2 separate regions of the Rattus norvegicus genome follow, and region 1 is linked to region 2. Evidence: chromatin contacts called from public Hi-C data. All regions are on one chromosome and are shown on one strand. Each heading gives the region's core, a stretch centred on a gene start, on an enhancer-like site or on the middle of the called end of the contact. The rest is flanking DNA. Distances are from core to core; before and after follow the strand shown. Region 1 holds the start of Ssbp3 (single stranded DNA binding protein 3). Region 2 holds the start of LOC120102945 (a long non-coding RNA gene).

Region 1 (5,076 bases), core at 249-2,748, 67 kb after region 2:
GAACATTTTTCCAAAAACGCACCCGGAGTCTCCTTCCTGAACCAGTGCAGATCCGTTTGCTGGGGGGAATTTCTTTAAAAAAAGAAAAACCTTTTCTCTCTTCTGCAGAGCAAAATAAGCAAACTTTAATGGTAGGGAATTATTGTTTATTTTGTTGAAATCTAGTTCTGAGTTTTCCTACTTAAAACGTGTTTTCCCCAGGACACTGACCTATTCTTTAATTGTTTGGTGCGAGGCATGTTAGGGGGAGGGGCGTTACTTGTTTATTGGAACAGCGCAGTTAAAAAAAAAAAAATCAACCTAGGCTAACAGTTTCAAGGCTCCCCTAAAGATGTATCCAAACAGGCAGCCAATCAGCGCTTACACAGCTTTTTCTGCTTGACTCTTTTAAAGAGACAGTACCGACTATGTTTTATCACATTTAAAGAGAACCGCGCTCTAAAAACAGTATGAAAATGGGGGAGCCATTTCTTATCTCACCAGTTTTTGATTTGGAATCTCCAGGGAGAGAACACTGCAGGTTTTTGGGGTCGTCGAGTGGACAGAAAGGAGTCGTGAGCAAAAAGCTTGGTCACTCTGCCAACCCCCCATTTCCCATTGTACACCTGGGTCATTGACAATGGAAGCTTCCCCTCCCCCCACGCCCGACTCTGGTCCCCCTACTCTCCAATTTAGCTCCATTTATTTGAAGTTTGAGATTTCTGCGGCGCGCACTCCGAGTCGCGAGGCGTCCAGGTGACGTCCCTCATCCAAGCGGAACCCTTTCCCGTGGAAAGGCGAGGGGCTAAACTTGCCAGGGTTAGCAAACCTCAGAAATTTGAGAGAAATCACTCTCTTTCCTTCTACTCCAAGACTCCTTTCCCTTCCTACAGATTGCCTGGGGCACGCCAAGGGCCATTTTCGCGCGGCTCCACTTTGGGGTTTCCCAAAGTATTTTAACGATCTAGTAAAGAAGCAGCCGCGCGCTTTGGCGCCAGCTACGGCTGCCCAGCTCCGCGTGCAGCCCTGGCCGGGGCTCCGAAGGCAGGGCTGGGCGCAGGCAGCCCGGGGTGGGGCAGGGAGCAGGGCCGGCTGGGGTCCTGGCCCGCAGAGGGAAGATCAGCGCGGGGAGGCGGGGGCGCTGGGGGCCAGGACGACGCGGAAAGGGGCGCGCCGGGCCAGCCGGGATCCGCGCCTCTCTCCGCGCCTGCTGTCGCAGCGCCCAGTCCCCGCCGCGCCGGCCGGGTGCTCCAGTTCAGGCCCCAGCCCTTCGCGTCGCCGCCCCACCCCAGCGCCAGGGCTCGCCCCCCGCTCCCCCGGCCGGGGCACGAGCGGGCAGCGGCTCGCGGAGGAGGCGCAGCGGGACTGGCGCGGCCGCGCTGACAGGCGTCCCTCCCGGCCTCCGGGCCCGCCCCCGCGCGCCGATTGGCCGCCGCGGCCGTCCGTCGCGGGGCGTGGACGCCCGCCGCGCTCCTGCCGGGGCAGCCACGTTCGGTTGAGCTCCAAGTAGACCAGCGGCGGCGGCGGCAGAGGCAGCGGTGCTGAAGGCGCAGAGGGCGGCGCAGGCGGAGCCGGGTGGCGGGCGCGCGGGCCGCGAGCAAGCGAGCTGCAGGCTTCGGGCGGGCGGCGGCGCAGCTCAGGCCGAGCCGGCGCGGGAGGAGTTCCAGGGCGATGGGGCCGCGGCCGGGGCTGACGCTTTGACAGCTGGAAAGAGCGCGGAGCCAGCGCCGGGGAGGGAGGGAGCGCGGCGAGCGGAGTGCGAGCGAGCGGGCGAGCGCCGGGAGGGGGCCGGGAGCAGGGCAGCTCGGGAGACCGGACGGTAGCGGCGGCGGCGGCGGGCTCGGCGCCCTCTTCTCTGCAAGCCATGTTTGCCAAAGGCAAAGGCTCGGCGGTGCCCTCGGACGGGCAGGCTCGGGAAAAGTAAGCCTCTCGCGAGTGGGGCCGCGCCGCGGGCGGCGGGAGGCAGGTGGGCGCGGGGGTCGCGCTGCCTTGTGCCCCTGGGGCCCGGGTCTCTGCCCCGCGACGGCGGCGACGGCGGCGTGGAGAGCCCATTGTTGGGCGCCGGCGGAGGCTGGGGCACCCTGAAGGGGCAGCAGGGCAGCGGTGGGCGAGGGTAGTTGGTAGGCGCGCTGGCTGAGCGGGCGCGGGGGCCCGCGACAAGGGTGGGCGAGGTCCCACTGTGAGCCGGTGCGCTCGGCCCGCGGGTCGCGGGGGCCTTACTTTGCCCACCGAGTGCGGGCAGGGGGCGCGTGGCTTTCTGCAGCCCCGAAGGCTCCTTTTGTCCGCCCGCGGCGTGAGGAGTGCGTGCCGGGGGCTTTGTTCGCCCGGGAGCGCTCTTCCTACCCAGCCAGCGGCCTCATCGTCAGCCCGGTGCGCTCCGGGGCGCCCTGGCTGGGCTGGGCTGGCGGCGCCGGCCTGGCCCCAGGCTTGGGGGACAGTTGTTTGAGGGGGAGATGCTGAGGGCGGCGCTTTGCTGCCCTCTCCAGAGCGCGCCAAGTACCCGAACTGGGACCGAGTCCGTCCGGACCCCGAACCTAGGCTAAAGCAGCGAGCTGAAGTGATCTGGGAAAAGGAGGGTGGCTCAGGGCTCTTGTAGCGGCTTTCGAGTTTGTGAGACCTAGGTGGGTTTAGTCCCAGTGCCACTTGGAAGTTCAAGTTTGGGGACCTTTCTCCAGCTCCCGCGGCTTGGTGGCAGCTTGTCTCTGGTACCCACCCACTAGCAGTTCTGACTCGGATCCTGTCTGGGGTAATAGGTACTTACGTCTTGTCATGGCCACAATGGGATGGCACAGACCGGGCTCACAGTTACTGGCAAGGTCCAGAGCAAGCCTTAGTGTGATCTGACCCTTCCCTCTCTCTCTCTGCCTCTGCTCTTTCCAGGTTAGCTTTATATGTCTACGAATATTTACTGCACGTAGGAGCACAGAAATCTGCACAGACCTTCTTATCAGAGGTGAGTGGGACTCCTCAGCATCCAGTTTCTTGACACCCCCTCCTCCCCACTATTCTTAGAGCCTTTGTTTTCAGGAGCAGCCACTGTGGCCACCATTTTGAATTTTTATCACCTTTTGGCATTTATTGTTAGTTGGTCTTCACAGCCTTTTGGCTGGGGAAGGCCCTGCAGCCCCCTCCTTTCTGCCCCTCTAAGCTGCCTTCGTTCCTTCTTTTCTAGATTCGATGGGAAAAAAACATCACACTGGGTGAACCGCCTGGGTTTCTGCACTCGTGGTGGTGGTAAGTTTGCGTGATAGTTTTCTGTGTGTTTTGTTCTGAGGCCGGGGTCCAAGTGAACAAAGACGGTCTGGAGCAGGCCTTCTACCTTTGCCTCTGCTTTCCTTGGAGCAGGCACCTCTGGGTGACCCGACGAGGCTTGGCAAGGAAGAATGGGCAGAAGAGGCTGCTGCCCGAAGTTGTTGCTGGTTTCTCTGCCTGTGGGGAACTGAACTGAATCTCTCTATGCTTTTCCTTCTCACTCTGGGGCACCAGGCAGGGGGCTCAGAAAGAGCTGGAAGGGTTTTTGTCAATCCTGCATGCTGCTTTAATTAGAGGAGTGGGGGCAGGGCGGGTGGAGGGGACACCAGGTCCGCTCTGCAACTGGCCTGTCCCTTACGTTTTCTTCCACAAAACGCCAAACCTTAAGAGACACCCATTGGGCCTTTTCCAGGGACCCTGAATAAAGCAAGAAGGGCCGCACTTCCTGTAGAGACACTGATTCAGACTGACTGGACCTTCCTTTCCTCTGTCTCCCCACCCCCCAGCATCCCTGCAACCACAAAGCCTTACTTTACCGAGAACCTTAACCAGCCAGAGGTGGCCTGGCAGGAGGCCTGCAGCTTGCTCAGGGCTGGCTCCCCTTATCTTTGACCCTCTCTCCAGGCTTGAGCAGCCTCTGGTCTTTTCTGCAGGCCGGAGGGAAGGATAGGGTCAGAGCCTTAAGCAAGTTGTCTTGAGTGTGTGACTTGAGTGGATGTCTTGTGGGGCTGATAGGTGGACTCTTTCATACCCTTTTGAAAAGGAAAGGGGCAGGGGAGGGGGAGGGTAGCTTTTGGTATTTTGGTGGAGTTGAGTCAAACAGTGTCCTGTTGGGGTGTTAGCACTCACCTGTCTGCCAGCTCAGGATCCTGTTTCAAGGCCCTTTGAACAGCGGGAGGATGAAGTGTCTGTTCTAACTTGTGCAGAGAAAATGAGTTTTTAATGGCTTCTGCCAACCTCCCAACTGCCTGGTTGGAGGCGGTGGCCGATGTGGCGCAAGGATTCCACCTGCGGGAGTGGGTGATGGGTTGGCTGTTGGAGGTGAGCGTGGTGATGGGATTGGTGATTCTGGTTGCTCAGGATCTTGTAGAAACTTGGGCTTGTGAGTAAAAGTTATTTTGAGGGTGCTGGAAATTAGGGTGTCTCGAAGTATTTGCTGAGTGGGGTTTCCCGGGGAGAAGCTTGGAGGGGGAAGGAATGGTCCCCAGGCTCTGTCTGCAGTTGTGCAAAGACCTGCTTTTCCTGTGGCTCCTGGAGTCTCTTGCAGCTTTTCCATCCTTGTTCCAGGAATGGGAGGTTGGCTCAGGCTGTGGCGGCTGCCAGTGGTTGTAATCTTGTTTGTTAGAATGCTTACTCTGTGGCTGTTTTGGGGGAGCTGAGGAGGCCTTGGATCAGATTGAATGGGATGGGCTTTGTTCCAGGCACACCTTGAGGGTGGTGCTTTCCTGTGCCAGTGGAGTTTGCTGTGATGGGGCCAGCAGCGTTGGACCACAAATCAGATCAGACCTCAGTTTCAGTGTTCACTGTGCCCTTCAGTCTGGTTCTGTCTGGGCTTTGGTTCTGGTATAGGGCATTTCTAAGGTCCTGGGTTTGTAAGCACTCTCACAGTTAGACAGCACTTGTGTTTTTGTTGTTGGGACTGTGGAGTGTTGGCGTGACCATGTAGAGTTACGAAGGGTCTTGAGTGCTGTGCCCTGGACCTGTGCTGTGCCCGCTTACTCTGTACTGGATGGGTGCTGTCTGAAGAGGTCCTTCTGCTGCTTGGTGAGAGGGGTAAGGTTCTTGGTTGTCACAGCTCCTTCCTCTGGCTCACAGACAGGTGGGGGTGCAGGCTAAAGGATTAAG
Region 2 (4,937 bases), core at 1,798-4,297:
AGGGACCCTGGCCCCGTCAGCGTGAGCTGCAGCCTCTTGACAGCGCCTCCTCGGCAGCAGCCAGTGCACTCCCCCTCCCTTCCCCAGGGGCTGACTTGACGCTCCGCTGGCTGCGAGCCCACCGCTCCCTCCCGCAGTCAGCTCTGCGCCAGCCAGGAGGGGAGGGAAAAGGAGGGGCGGCACCGGGAGTCTTGCAGGGAAGAAGAGAGGGCGAGTAGGGAGAAAGCTAGCCCTGCAGACCCTAATCGAGGAGCAAAAGAGCACAAGAGAGGGCGTGGCCGGCGAAAGAGGAGGAGCCTAGCTGTGTCACCTAAGGTGTGGAGGACTGCCGAGGCGGGGGGGGGGGGGGGGGGGGAGGGGACCGAGATGCCAGAAACCTTCTTTATAACCCCATGTCCCCCTCCCATTTTACAGATGTGGACACTGAGGTCTAGAACCCAGGGCTTTGCAATTGCATACCTCTCTATAGATCCCCTCTCCCCATCCAGGAGCAGCCACTTCCACCCGGTCTGGCTTGGTGTAGCTCAGGACTGGAAAACAGAGAGCTTGGCCTGCTCTCCAAACCTAGGTTACTGTCCCCATGATTCAGGAGACAAACCATAAAACTGGGACTTCAGTTCTCTGCTGATTGAACGAGTGAAATTTCTGAGTTCTCACTTGTAAAATGAGGGGACATGAGTGAGAACAGAACAGCCGGTTCAAACAAGCCTATGAGTGAAGGATCTTCTCTTTAGGGGTCTGTTTCAGTAACTGAAGAACCAAGAGACTTGACTGGAAAAGCTTAAACGATCCAGCATCCTCCAGAAAGGCAGTGGGAGGCACCGACTTTCCACCCAAGTTCTAAACTCTAAAATAGAAACATAAACCCTCCTACCCCATCCTCCAGCCTTTAGAACTGTCCCTTGGAGGCCGTCCTCCTGCCTGTCACCAGCTGGCCAAGGACCACCTCAGTGCAGCTCTGTGCTCCAGGACTTGTTAGGCCTCTAACACCCTATGGCAGCCGCCCTGGTCCCACTTACTAGCTAGATCAAGCCTTACCCTCCCCACCCTCTCCACTTCTCCTGCAGACCCGCGGCGGCCCCTAGGGGGCAGTGTTGCTCCGAACTTGGCGGGCCGCCGCCACTTCCCCCGCCCGGGCGAGCGCTGAGAGGACGCTAGGGTTCTGGGAATACTGGATGCCCCCGGCACACGCCGCCCCCCGCCGCCGGCCCAGCCCCGGGGCTCCCGCGCTGCGCAGCCCGCTCGGTGCGGACTTGCTGCTGCCTCCCACTCCTCTCCGCACAAGGCACTTCGCGGGAAAAGGCTGGTTTTTGCCTTTTTATTTTTCGTCAGAGGTTGAGGCAGACATTGGGTTCAAGCTGTACGCACGGACCTACTCGTCTGTGCTCAGAGATGAGGGGGAAAATTAAAAGAGGGTAGGAGGCTTGTTCTGCCCAAGAACCTGTCAACTGTCTCCCTGTCACCCCTTTATCCACTGCCACCCTTCCTGGCGTGACTGACAGGCATCCATCCCGCGAGCCTCCTCTCCCAGAGCATCGCCTGGGAGCCCCAACCCCAGCAGGACGTGCCCTGAGGCTGTAGTGTCCGAGGGGTCTTGGCCCCATCGCGCGCCTCGCAAACGTAGCCGCGAGGTCCGGGCTGCGTTTAGGGGATGATTCCTGCTGCGAATGCCCTCATCGCCCGGCTGAGCCGTGAAGTCCGGCTGGAGCGATGGCTCTAGGGGGGAAACGGAGGGAAAGCCCCATTCGAGTTCCGGCCAACGATTTAATGGGAGGCGGGGGATGTAAAAGCCCCGAACCCACAAAGCAGACTTTTTAAAAATTCTAATTGAAACCATCTCGAAGTAAGGGCGGCCAGGAATGGGCCAGCTCCCCGCCCCCCGTCCCATCCCCCTCCTCTGCTCCCCGGAGTCCGATGAAGTCATGATAACTAGACTACAAAAAGAAAAAAGTGGGGGGTGGTCTGGGGGGCACGGGGGTCCCGGGCTGGGGCCCCGCACGGACACAGTTTGGATACTATGGTTACGCGATCCGACCCAAACAGCGAAGATGAACAACAATAGCGGCCGCCAGAGGAGGAAATTCCTTCCGGGGTGGACGGCGCGGGGGGAGGGGCGCCTGGCTGGAACGCCGAGGCGGCGGCTGGGCCAATCAGCGCGCGGCCGCCGGCGGTTTCAAGGTGCCCCGAGCAGCCCGCACCCCCCTCCCGCACTCCCCCTCTCCGCGCGCTCCGCTCGGGTGCTGGAATTGCTGAGACGTTTCCCTGCACGCGCCCGGGTAACACTGCGGGGGCTGCTGCCCAGGCCGACACCCCCAGCGCTCCTCGCACCCCTCCCGGAGCCCACCACCCGGGGCGACTGAACGTTCCACTGCACGAGTTGCTTGCACTGGAAAAGGGGGGGGATCCCTGCCAGTCACTCCTGTCTAGGGGTTGGTTCCTGCATAAGCCTGTTTTCTATTTTAAAGCATGTCTCAAGGGGGAAAAGAGAGAGAGAGTGAGAAGATCTACCCTGGACTCTGCAAACCTGGGAAGACTGGTCCCTGACTCCCTGATCTCAGGGTTTGTTACGTAATAAGTTGGGTTATTAATTCTGAAGGTCTTGCCCGGGCATCCGAGAATCAGGAGGCCAAGGGCAAAACTGCCATGTAGAATCCCACCATCACCATCAAGTTAAAATCATCTGTCTACCTAGTCATAGCCAACCCAGGAACACCCCTCACCTGGCATCTGGATTTTTTTTTATGTGGTAACTAGAGATGGCCTTGTGCCAGCATCTCTCCCGCCAGCTTCTCCCACAGTCAGGAATCTGCCCCAGGTCATCTTCCTTGGGAAGACCTGGATGAGCTACCAAGCCCGTGTTTCTCAGTATTTCTATCCAGCCAGTCCCCGCAAATGTGGTATACTCAGCTCTGTGAGCATTAGATCTTCATCCGTCCCTTTTCTTTTTTAAGCTCCTGACCGGGCTTTTGCTTTCTGATGCCTCCTGGGCACAGGGCATCACTCCCCACAGGAGCACATGCTTTTTTATTCATTGCATGCATAGAGATTTGCTTCTCTGGGAGCATCCAAAGTGCAAAAACTGTCTCTCCCCTACTCTCCATGGATAATGGGGATAGCCCTAATTCTCCAGTTCCCCGTGCGTCTTTTTTTATAAATAAATAATGAGATTTTTATTAATTATGCACGCACCGTATCTGCACGCAGATTGCTATGTCTCCTAATGCATAATAATAATAATAATAATAATAATAATAATAATAATAATAGAAGAAACAGAAACACTCCACACCGTGGCTGGGTGTGTTTTCCCCTGCAAGCAAACAAAAACTTCAAGGGGCCATATGTCCTCAAAGCTGGGAGAGGAAGGCAGAAGTTGGGGAGTGCGCGTGACATGGAGGGATTAGAGGGGCTTCCTCGAAGGTTTTCAGGGCAGCTGAAGGCAGATTTCAAGTTGCATGCTTTTCTTTTTGTAATTGAACTGCAGGTCTGAAAATTCACCAAAGTTCTCTGGAGCATCTGTGTGCTCAGCTGGCGGGATGGGCAACTATTGCTGTAAACAGGAAACCAGCAAGAAGGGAGTTGGCAGGAGCCCAGTCTCTGTCTCTTTTCATGCCCCTCCTCAGAGCCCCCGACTCTGAGCTCTCAAAACACACTTAGCTCCTGAACACTTAAGCATCTATGTTCCTGAGATTGGCACAAAATAAAGTCTGAACAAACAGCATACTGAATGCATGGCGAGTGAATTATGCTGTTAAAAGCCGGCCAAGACTAGGTCTCAGGTACCGTGCATTGAAGGTGTAGGAACTGAAATCTATTCCTCAGAATAGGGTGTGCGGGTTGTGGGGTCCCTAAAGTTGTCTGGCCAGGAAAGCGACATAGCAGAACTGAATGTTTAAAGGCTGAGTGCAGATAGAAGTTAAGAGAATGGAGCAGAATCAGAGTGCCTAGGAGACATGAACACAGGGGAGGTGCCCCACCCTCGGGACATTCTCTGTCTCTGTGGTTAAGGCCTGGGGTGGGAGGGGGTGCAGAGGCAAGCTTCCACTCCACATGTTCTGAGTCTTTCTTTGTGTGTGTGTGTGTGTGTGTGGTGGTTTTTTGTTTTGTTTTGTTTTTTTTCTTTTGGAGGGGGATGGAGTTCAAGAGAGGTTTTCTCTGTGTAGCCCTGGCTAACCTGGAACTTGCTCTGTAGACTATGCTGGTCTTGAACTCACAGAAATCCTCCTGCCTCTGCCTCCTGAGTGCTGGGATTAAAGGCACTACTGCTTGGCTGAGTTCCAAGTTTTAATTGAAAAAAAAAAAAAGAGATAGGATACAAAAGGGAGCTTGGTACCCTAGACACCACCTTAAACTGAGCTTTTTTTCTTCCAATGCTGGAGAGCCAGAGGGGAGGGTCTCATGATAGGCAAACACTCTACCACTGACCCCCTAAAACCCTGAAATTTTAAAATTACATCGTGTGTGTGTGTGTGTGTGTGTGTGTGTGTGTGTGTGTGTGTGTTATGTCAAAGGACAACTTTCAAGAGATGGCTTTCTCCTCCTGCTGCCTGAGTCTCGGGTTGAGCTGTCAGTCTCCGTGGTAGACATCTTTTCCTGTTGAGCCATCTTGGAGCCCTAGCTCTGGAAATAATAATAAACAAACAAACAAACAAGCTGCAGACACATAAACTTACCCATGCAATCATTAACCCAATGAGGATGACATGGGGCAGGATGGGGTTGCAATATGGGTCCACCCGGAGTCCCACATGTTAAAAATAGATCTAGGGCCTCGAAAAATGACTACAGAAAGTCCAAAGTACTTTGGCAAAGTACGGCTTCCTTCTCAAGAAGGATGCCATGGATTTGCTTCTTACACACTGCAGTGACGCAGGGCTGGCACTCCTGCCTGCTTCACAAGCCACAAGTCTTCTCAGGCAGCCTTGCTCAGACCATGC

The links. Hi-C and Micro-C count contacts between places; a contact is called where the count stands out from the background.
Region 1: a Hi-C map of liver shows a contact between it and region 2, with 7 times the contacts expected there. The contact joins the promoter of Ssbp3 here to the enhancer-like site in region 2. A contact is called at or near these places in 11 of 12 Hi-C or Micro-C datasets (the A7r5 cell line, the Rat2 cell line, Schwann cells and 7 more) and 1 of 1 datasets of contacts at active chromatin or transcription factors (oligodendrocytes).

The regions. Positions count from the first base shown.
Region 1 is chr5:126,918,703-126,923,778 of GRCr8, forward strand. Ssbp3 (single stranded DNA binding protein 3) reads left to right here and starts at 1,499. Exons shown (of 17, transcript NM_053358.2): 1 at 1,499-1,899; 2 at 2,860-2,932; 3 at 3,152-3,213. The coding sequence starts at 1,844.
Region 2 is chr5:126,849,979-126,854,915 of GRCr8, forward strand. It overlaps LOC120102945 (a long non-coding RNA gene), which reads left to right and starts at 174. Exons shown (of 3, transcript XR_005504927.2): 1 at 174-315; 2 at 415-2,559; 3 at 3,485-3,721. Within about 2 kb of position 3,048, at least 5 of the 93 cell types and tissues checked have an H3K27ac peak or open chromatin away from gene starts, as enhancers often do.